Linked DNA regions of Mus musculus: region 2 is linked to region 1. A link is a contact called in public promoter capture Hi-C data. All regions are on one chromosome and are shown on one strand. The core of a region is the stretch at or near the end of the contact, and the rest is flanking DNA. Distances in the headings are between cores, read along the strand shown.

Evidence for each region. Promoter capture Hi-C pulls out the DNA fragments that hold promoters and counts their contacts.
Region 2: a promoter capture Hi-C map of the 3T3-L1 cell line shows a contact between it and region 1, with 2.3 times the contacts expected there. The contact joins two enhancer-like sites. A contact is called at or near these places in 3 of 39 promoter capture datasets (the 3T3-L1 cell line, cranial neural crest and hippocampal neurons) and 2 of 115 datasets of contacts at active chromatin or transcription factors (bone marrow-derived macrophages and extraembryonic endoderm stem cells).

The regions. Positions count from the first base shown.
Region 1 is chr7:144,568,128-144,573,089 of GRCm38.p6, forward strand. No RefSeq gene overlaps it. Among named protein-coding and RNA genes, the nearest start is that of Fadd, 12 kb to the right of the region's middle. Within about 2 kb of position 1,529, at least 58 of the 459 cell types and tissues checked have an H3K27ac peak or open chromatin away from gene starts, as enhancers often do.
Region 2 is chr7:145,220,571-145,225,519 of GRCm38.p6, forward strand. It overlaps a transcript of Tpcn2 not described here. Among named protein-coding and RNA genes, the nearest start is that of Smim38, 15 kb to the left of the region's middle. Within about 2 kb of position 1,846, at least 162 of the 459 cell types and tissues checked have an H3K27ac peak or open chromatin away from gene starts, as enhancers often do.

The DNA.
Region 1 (4,962 bases), core at 279-2,778:
GAAGACAGCTACAGTGTACTCATATACATAAAATAAATGAATCTTTTGAGAGAGAGAGAGAGAGAGAGAGAGAGGGAAGATTTGGCCTTGCTGGAGTTGTGTCACTGGGGGTGGGCTCTAAGGTTTCAAAAGGTCATGTTGTTGCCAATTAGCTTCCTTTTTCCCCCTCCTTGTGGCTTTATTTCAAGATGTGAGCTCTTGGCCTGGAGAAATGACTCAGCAGTTAAGAGCACACTGTCTTCTCTTTCAAATGACCCAGGTTCAAATCCCAGCACTCAAAATGGCAGTTCACAACTGTCTATAATTCCAGTTCCAGGGGATATGACACCCTCACACAAACATACATGGAGGTAAAACATCAATGTAAATTAAAAGAAAAAAAAAAAGAGTGAACTCTCAGCTACTGCTCTAGTGTCATGTCTGCCTACCGCCATGCTCTCTGCCATGATGGTCATGGACTCTCTCTAAAACTGTAAGCCCCTAACAAATTCTGTCCTCTATAAGTTGTCTTGGTTATGGTGTTTTATTACAGCAACAGAACAGTAACTAAGACAAGTACCTAGCAGGCCAGAACCAAGAGCATGTGTGTGGATGGCCACACAGCTCAATAATCCTGTCATCACCTCAGCTCCATTTATGGGGTGGGAGGACACTGGAGCAGTGGAGGAGCATGTTGAGGCACATACCTGATCCCTGCTGCACCCTGCATGCAGGGTAAATGAATGATAAAAAAAGCCAGGGTAATAACACATGTCTATGTCCCAGATACTCTGGGGCCTGAGACAGGAGGACTTCCATGCTTCTAGACCAAGCTACAGAGTGGGACATTGGCCTCAAAACAAAGCAAAGCATGGACCCAATGACCAGGCCTGGGATGTGGCTCAGTTTGTTGAGTGCTTGCCTAGCATGCATGGTGCTGGGGGTTACATTCCCTACGTTCTACAGAAAACTGGGTGTGGTGGCACATTCCGACAATCCCAACCTGTGGGAGATGGAGGCAGGAGCTCCAGGAGTTCAAGTTATCCTCAGCTACATAGTGAGTTTCAGGTCAGCAAAAACCAAACCAACCCAACCCAGGGGCTGGAGAGATGGCTCGGTAGTTAAGCACACTGGCTGCTCTTGCAGAAGACCTGGGTTCAGTTTCCAGGTCTATATGGCAGCTCACAACTTCAGTTCCAGGAGATCCAATGACCTTTTCTTACCTCCAAAGGCACGGGTGGTGTCCATACACACCCCTACACAAAACATCAATACACATAAAATAAAAATAAAATGTCAACACCTACCACCCCCAAATATATGGAGTTAGATTAACAGTGAGTAAACTGGAGGGTCTTCATTGCTCTGAACCCAACCTCCAGCAACGTCTCAGGGAAGATGTCCTGCCCTTCCTCTCCCCGCTGCATGGGGAAACTCGGGTTTTCCCATGATGAAAGGGTTTGGGATGCTGTCCAGACATCACCGCCCTCTCTTCTTGGGCTCTGGCCAACGTAGGCTTAGCTGTGGAACTGCCAAAGCCTGGGAGCATTTCCGGAACCTAGGCCTCATGTTACGCTCCTCTCAATGAGAGTCCCTTGCCCCAGTCCAGACACTGACCACTTTTGAGTGCCTGGTGACATCAGCCTGTTTGCTCTTCCCTGTGGGTCAGCATGCTGCTGGTGGTGACTGTGTCCTTCTGTGGACTTGTGGGGTAGACCATTCAACAAAACCAAAGTTGAGAGTCTGTACTAAACCACCAGTGACTGCCTGGAGAGAGACACTGCTCACAGTGCAGCCCCGAGTACATTTTACAGGGAGCTTTTAAAGGCAAAGAACACAGAAAAACTACATCCTGGTTGGCAGCTGTAGAGGGAAGAAGGAAGCAGTTTAAGAGTACCCCAAAACATACAGTTAGCTTAGACATTTCAAACCCAAGTTTCTAAAACAGGGTTGGATACGTACCTTCCTTCCTTCCTTCCTTCCTTCCTTCCTTCCTTCCTTCCTTCCTTCCTCCCTCCCCCCTTCCTTCCTTCCTTCCTTCCTTCCTTCCTTCCAAAGATTTGTTTATTTATATGAGTACATTGTAGTTGCTTTCAAACACACTAGAAGAGGGCATCAGATCCTATTATAGATGGTCGTGAGCCACCATGTGGTTGCTGGGAATTGAACTCAGGACCTTTGGAAGAACATTCAGTGCTCTTAACCACTAAGCCATCTCTCCAGCCCCCGGTTGGGTACTTTTCCATGGTACTTTTCACAGTGGGAGTAGAAAGGGGAGCAGGAGTCAGTTTCAGCTTAAACCAAAGATGCTCCAGCTAAGACAAGATGGAGGAACCTTTGCTCTGTCACATTTCCCACTAGTCTTAGTTAACGAATCAGATCATGGACATATCCTGCTCTAACGAGGTGTAGTTTGTCTTAAAGACCATTAATTTGATGCACTACTTTTTTGTTTTACATAATTGGCCATATAATTTAAGATGCAGGGCCTTACCATTAATCCAATCAGAACGAAAATCAAAGACCCAGTCAGTGCTGATAACAGAGCAGTTAGCTGGGAACCAAGAGAACAGAGACTGGCACCAATGATCTGATTCATGTCTTTGTCTTTCTCTCTCTTTGAGGTTTTCCCCAACCACAGCATGATTTTCTCTCATTACTCAATCAATTAGCACAGGAGCAACAGGTCTCTCCCAAAGCAGTCCCAGTTTCAGTCTTGTGAGAAGTAAGCCCAAGCCTCTCTGATTTTGTAGGACCGTGTCTGCAAGGGAGCTAACTGTTGTTCTAATTCAGAAGTGGAAACTTTAACACCTCTGGGTCCTGATCACTCTGCCTGCTTAGTTCCTTCAAGTTTTTATTCCTGTGATAAAGGCTGACTCTCTCTCTCTCTCTCTCTCCCTCCCTCCCTCTCTCTCTCTCTCCCTCCCTCCCCTTCCCTCTCTCTCTCTCTTCCTCTCTCTTTCTCTCTCTCTCTCTTTCTTTCTTTCTTTCTTTCTTTCTTTCTTTCTTTCTTTCTTTCTTTCTTTCTTCTTTCTTTCTCTCTCTCTCTCTCTCTCTCTTTCTTTCTTTCTTTCTTTCTTTCTTTCTTTCCTTCTTTCTTTCTTTTTGTGAGACAGGGTTTGGGTTTCTCTGTGTAACAGTCTGGACTGTCCTAGAACTTGTTTTGTAGATCAGGCTGGCTTTGAACCCAAAGATCTGCCTGCCTCTGCCTCCCAAGTGCTGGGATTAAAGGTGTATGACATCACCTCCAGACTCTTTTTATTTCCTTTGTAATCCAGGGTCCATATTTAAAAACATTCTCCCTTCCTCCCCATTATAGAGGTATGCCTGGGACAGAATGGATTTCTTAGTTTGGAAAGCACTAGAAGAGGCACAGATAGTTAAACCATTAGTACAGGCTCATCAAGTAGTCACGTGGGTCTGGAAATATTGCTGTTGTCCAGATGAGTTAAACCAAAAGGCAGAATAGCAAGCATCAGAATAAGGGGAAGTGCTTAAGTTAAAGGTTTTGAATGATATTAGACAAGTTCCAGCCCTTTGTAGGTCCTCTGACATTACTTTGGGCTGCCCCTAGTCACAATGAGTTTTTTCAGTCAATGGGCTGACAGTCTGGAGAGTTCCTATCCCTGTGTAGTATGGGGTCTGGGGATCCAAGCATACCCAGTGATCCTGGCCAATTTCTGGCTGGCAATGATTAGCTAAGGGACAGTGGAAGGTGGGACTCTGCCCTGATGTGCTCAATAAGGTAGTGAGTGTCTTTGGAAGGGAGAGTTGGTCAGGGCTTTGGCATGGGTAGGAGATTTTTGTTAGGACCCAAAGGTCTGGGGAAAGAGGGGTGAGGAGTTTTCTGGGTACTGAATCTATCCCCCAGGGTCTTTTCCTGTAGTATAGAGTCTTATTCCCCAAATTTTCCCTGTTTCCCATAGGCCAGAATGTTTCTTAACGAATTTCCAGACTTCTAATTTTATGGCCATTGGATTGCATTTTCCTATTGTATATGCCTTGGGCGGGCCTTCCTTTCCATACACATATTTTCATTTATGAGGGCTCTGTTTTATAACCCATTCTGCCCCCTTGTTGTTGGTAACTAGAGTGCCCAGCCACAGGGCATGCACAGACTTATAAACTCTGTATTCCTATATAAAAAAAAAAAAGCTCCCACAGCTTTCCTTTCTCCGATTCAACCAGACACTTAAAGCGGGCATCAGTGAGCAAAGATCAAAGTGGAGTATGGGTTGTTGGTCTGTAGTCATGCTAGCTAACACCTCCCAGGTATCTGTCTCTCTCGGTTCCCTAGTCCAAGCCTGAGGGAAGTGGGGTTGGACCATGACCCTATACTCATAACCACAGGGCAAAACACAAGGCTAAGGAGGAGGTAGAGGGGCAGGGAGGGAAAGGGTCCAGACCAGCCAGACGAAACTTAATTTTAATGAGTCCGTAGTTCAGGAGACAGTTCATTTGGAGGCAGTGTCTCTGGCTTATGCTTTCTTTTTCTTTCTTTCTTTCTTTCTTTCTTTCTTTCTTTCTTTCTTTCTCTCTCTCTCTCTCTCTCTCTCTCTCTCTCTCTCTCTCTTTCTTTCTTTCTTAATTTTTAATTATGAGACATTACAATGGAGAGAAAATATATAAGGAGTTATTAAGAATGTTGGGGAACCATGCTGGAAGAAGTAGAAGGCTTCAGTATAGACAGAGAAAAAATAATGTCAGGCAGCTTAGAACTTCGATGCAATGTAAGCCACAAACATATTCACTTAGGTCATGATCGTGGAACACTGCTCAGACTGCTGATACTCGAGCACCCTGGGCTATATTAGTTTTACCTTTTGTGTTTTCACTGAAGACCATAGCTTTTATTGAGTTCTGATCGTTAATGAGCCCTAACACCAAACCTAATCTCTCAACCCAGCCGAGATCATGTTTGCACAGCCTGCTGGACACATTCACAAGGCTGTCTGTCCCCCACACGTGTTGAATAGACACAGC
Region 2 (4,949 bases), core at 596-3,095, 650 kb after region 1:
GTCTGAGTGTCAGTCACATGCAGACATAGTTAATGTCCACTTTACCTCCTTCCTCTGGCCTCTTTAAGGGGCCAACTCAAAACTTCAGCATCCTCTTAAGTAGTTTACCTTTAAGATTTCTTTTTAATTAGTTAGTTGGTTGTTAATTAGTTTTGTTTTGAGACAGGCAGGGTCTCTATGTATCCCTGGGCTGACATCTCCTTATGCAGATCAGGCTGGCCTCTAACTCACAGAGATCTATGTGACTCTACCCAATGGATGCTGGGATTAAAGGCTTGGGCCTCCAACACTTGACTTTTTTTTTCCTTTAAATTATCTACATGTGTCTGTGTGAAGTTGTGCACATGAGTGCAGGTGTTTGCAGAGGCCAGAAGAGGGCAGTAGATCTACTGGAGTTGGAGTTCCGCTGTGAGCCACCAGATATGCAGGGAACTGAACTCTGGTCCTGTGCAAGAGTGGCCGTGCAATACAGTCTCTTAACCACCGCTGAGCCACTCTTCAGCCCCCGGTGTCTATATGATGTTTCTATGGGATAGATCTGCTCAAGAGCAATGAAGGCCCTCTTGGAGGGTGCAGGCAACCTAAAGGCCTAGGCTGCTAGAGCCAGTCCAGTGCCTTCTGTTACCTACACTGGTTTGTCCCTTCCCAGAATTCCTGCAAGAGTCACCACACTAAGATGATCACATTGAGTCACAGCAAGGCTCTCACAGGGCACTGACCCAGGTTCAGTGTCTGCCAGATGTGCTGACTGACCCCCCCCAAAAACTGTAGATGGCATGGACCACCCCCCCAACCCTGACCAGAGAGATGAGATAACCTGCCCCAATACAACAGCATCAACACCTCCCTTCCTCTGCATAAGATAAGGCCCCACAGAGGATACCCTTCACTCCAGTACTCTGTGTTCCTCCCTGATGTTTCCAGATGTATCTTGGCTCCTAGGATCCATGGCAAATCCAAAAACAATGAGTCTCTTCTTCCAGGAAAGAGGGGTGAGGCCAGGACCAGAATCCTGGAGGAAAAGGCAAGGCAAAGGCAGCAGGGCTGTTGAGCCTTCCTGCAAGGAAGTGGGGGCAGGGGTAGGCTCCAGGTCCCGGCAGAGGATCCTAAGCATCCCAGGCATCAAGCAGTGTCTGTCACTGACAGCGGGTGAGTACTTAGCCCTGTGCACTCAGAGGGCCTGGGTACCAGACACTCCCACAGCTGAGGGAAGGACAGCAGAATATCACAAACAGAGACCTGGGCTGAGTATAGAGGATTGATTGGGGGTGGCCTTGAGGATTTTAGGGAACCTTGAGGGTTCCTTGCTGACAGACAGGGAAGACCCAGTGGTCCCTGTAGTACAGAACTTGGCTCTGCCACACAGCTGAACTTCATCTACCAAGAGGAGCTTCTATGAAGGCCAGGCTGTGTGGACATTACTGGGTAGATGATTGTCACTGGTGCATGGGCCCTGCAGCTGCTATTGCTGCAACCACATGTCCCCTGTCACTTACACAAAGCCAACCCCACTTGTCTAAGGTCTATGAACATAGATGACCCAGGTGTACTGGCTTGCTCTGACTCATTATCCTCTGTGGTAAGATGACTAGTGATTAGTCCTAGGAAATCCCCAGACACACACACACACACACACACACACACACACACACACACACACACTCACACACTTGCTGAGGTCCCAGACAGGAACAGGCTGTGGCCACCACCAAGAGGCCCAAGGGCAGAATGAGGGACACTTCTAGGGAAGCAAAAGTCTTTCTCCAGGGACAGTGAACAGCCCTGCAGTCTGCCCCCACAGAGAGCCCTGCTGCAGGGCGGGGGCTCAGGAATGTTCTCTGCATACATAGCAAAGTTGTGAGTCAGACACAGTGGGGAGGAGGCCCGCAGCAGGGCTGCAGGCAGGAGGTGGAACCCTCCAAGCAGAATCCTGGTAAACAGCAGGCAGTGTCTGGGTCCTGTCCCATGGCCAGCAGTCTACCTGGGCCACATCAGGGGTGAGGAGCACATGGGCCAGGAGAGGGCAGTGTGGCCTAGGTTAGCTGGGGACTTGCAGATGAGGCTTCCAACTCCTTGCCCAGTGCTCTCTCTGGACTCCTCACACAGTGCTCTCAGAGCCAAGCACCACCCCAGGCACTGCCACCCCTTGAGTAAACTGACCTTTGCAGAATTAAATGGGGCTCCAGCAACCCAGGAAGACCGGGTGCTGGGTTCTATTTCTCAGGACACCTCCTGTCTCCAGTATGCGAAATGATACCCAAAACTCCTACTGTGTGCTGGGCCCTGGCAGGAGTTCCTATACATTGATTCATGGGACAGAAGCCGGGCTACAGTGTGGACATGTATGCAGCATGTAGAGGTCAGCTAGCCCTGAGAGCTCATTCTCCAACCTTCACCCCTGCTGAACTAGCCAGCAACCTCAGGCACATATGGGAGCCAGGTGATACACCTCAGGCCCCACAGAATGACCATGGGATCTAGTTGCAGGGCCTTGGCCTAACCCACTGAACTGTGGAGAGAAGGAGAGGGCTAAAGATGTTCTTCTACTGGGGGATGCTAGGCAGAGGACACAGGGCTACCTCTCTACACCCACAAAGCAGGGGTCTGAGCCCCAACAGGACTCACTGGGTAAGCCCTTCACCTCTCTAAGCCTCAGTCTCCTCGTCTGTAGATGGGGATGGGGAGGCATCAAGGACTGTTATTATTTAATGATCTCCATGAGAGCTGGCTCAGTTGATAGAGGGATTTTTCCCAGCATGCACAAGGACTTGAGTTCCATCCCTAGCACCACACACCTATTCCAAGCACTGAGGAAGCAGAGGCAGGGGGATCATCATGAATTCTAAGTGGGCTTGGTTTGCATAGTAAAGCCCTAGCTCCCAAAACTAAATTAAATTAAATAAGCCAGGAACAGTGTGCACACCTGTCATATTAGCGCTTAGAAAGCAGAGACAGGAAGGCATCAGACTGTGACTAGCCTGGCCTACAAAGCAAATTCCAGGCCAGCCCCAGATCCAGAAAGAAAGAGGTGGAGGGAGGGAGGGAGGCAAGGAAGGAAGGGAGGCAGGCAAGGAAGGGAGGGAGGGAGGGAAGGAGGGAGGCAAGGAAGGAAGGGAGGGAGGGAGGGAGGGAGGGAGGGAGGGAGGGAGGGAGGCAAGCAAGGGAGGGAGGGAGGGAGGGAGGGAGGGAGGAAGGAAGGAAGGAAGGAAGGAAGGAAGGAAGGAAGGAAGGAAGGAAGGAAGGAAGGAAGGAAGGAAGAGAGCACCTTATCCACCTAAAGAAAAAAACAAGAAGCCTGCACAGTACCCTTCAAGGGCACATCTTGAAGCCTGCCCTAGATGCTGCCTCTCAGAGGCTCCACCCATCCTTGTAGCACCTCTCTGAAGATGGAGCCTTTACTAAATGGGCCTCTGAGAACAACCATGGCACAAACTTCAGTGAAGAGCTTGGGCATCCAGAGCCTGGACCACACAACCACTTCCACCCACCAAGTGTGCCACTCTGCGGTGGGTGAACAGAGGATATGTTGACCTCTGTGGGGCTCTGAGAGAGCAGACAGGTGGTCTTGCTCTCCCCAGGGTCACTCCTGCTGTTCCCTCATCAGAACAATGAACCTCTGATCTCTCAAAGTGCTTCCTCTAAGAAGCCTTCTGCCTCATCTGCCTTTAACCTTGCAGCCTCTGGTCCACATTGTGTATCACTCTGTGGATGCTACCAAGTGTCCTGTGCATCTTGGTCCCCTCCAATGGAGGAGGACCTGTTGGCTGCATGAGGAGGAAGGATGGATCTCTCGCTTTGGGGGGGGGGGGGTCACTGCTCCATGGGTGGGTTGGCCACTCCTTGGGAAGCTAACTGGACCCAAAATGGGCAGAGGGCAAAAACGGACACATGAGGGGTATCCATCGGCTCCTTAGCGGGAACCAGGTATTCACCTGTGCCTGACTGACCCAGGGTTGGCCCCACAACCTTGAGCCTGTGGCCTCATCTGTCCAGGCCACAGTTTCCCAACAGCTCGGTAACTGAAATAACAGGACTTCTGCCTGCCCAGAGTATTCCAAGGATCCAGAGATGAGTGTAAGTAACGGAGACAGAGATGCCCAAGCATAGCCACACAGGGTCAGCCCCCTTAGGGCGAGCCTCAGCCGCAGCCCTAAGAGCTCCCTCAGTGTCTCTCATTTGACAGATGTGGATGCTGAGGCAAAGAACAACAAGCCATCTGTCCATCATCCAGAGTCCACATGTGCTTGAAGGGCAGGAAGAATGCTTGCCTCTAAAGGCCCAGCCAGGCCACCGTGTACTGCTGGCCTGTGAGTGAGCACTTGTCTACTTCTGTTGAAGAGACCAGTGAGTCAGGGAAGAATAAAAAGGACATGTAGTCTGAGACCCCCGTCCCTGCTGTTCCCTTCAGGCTGCCAAGTCCCCACTGTGGGACCCATTCCCCAGGAGGTCTCAACAGCTCAGCTCAGCTAGCCAAGGCCATGATCCGGAAGACCTCCACCAGTGTTTAACACACCGAGTCTATCTTTCTGCCTTACCTACCTTCTTCCCAGGGACGTGTCCCCAGCTGGTGGTATCCTTCAAAATGCTTACGCTTAAGTCCTGACCGCCCCCCCCCATCCCTAGTGCCCCCGAAAATGATGGCATGTGGTGAGAATTAAATTTAATTTTTGAGCCAAGGGTAGTGAATGTCATCCCAGTGCTTAGGAGGCAGAGGTGAGAGGGGTGGTCATGAGTTTGAGGCCAGCCTGGGCTATACAGTGAGACCCTGCCTCAGAAATAAAGGTTAGAGTAGATCCTTAGTTTGATCGGATGTATCTTTCATAAAAATACAAATGCACAGAGGTGAGTGCAGGAAGAGTTGCTATCTGTGAGCCAAGGAGAGCACGGGAGGAGCTGGGCTGGGACTTCTGTCCTTATCCTCCAGTCTCAGGCATGTGGAACAATATGTG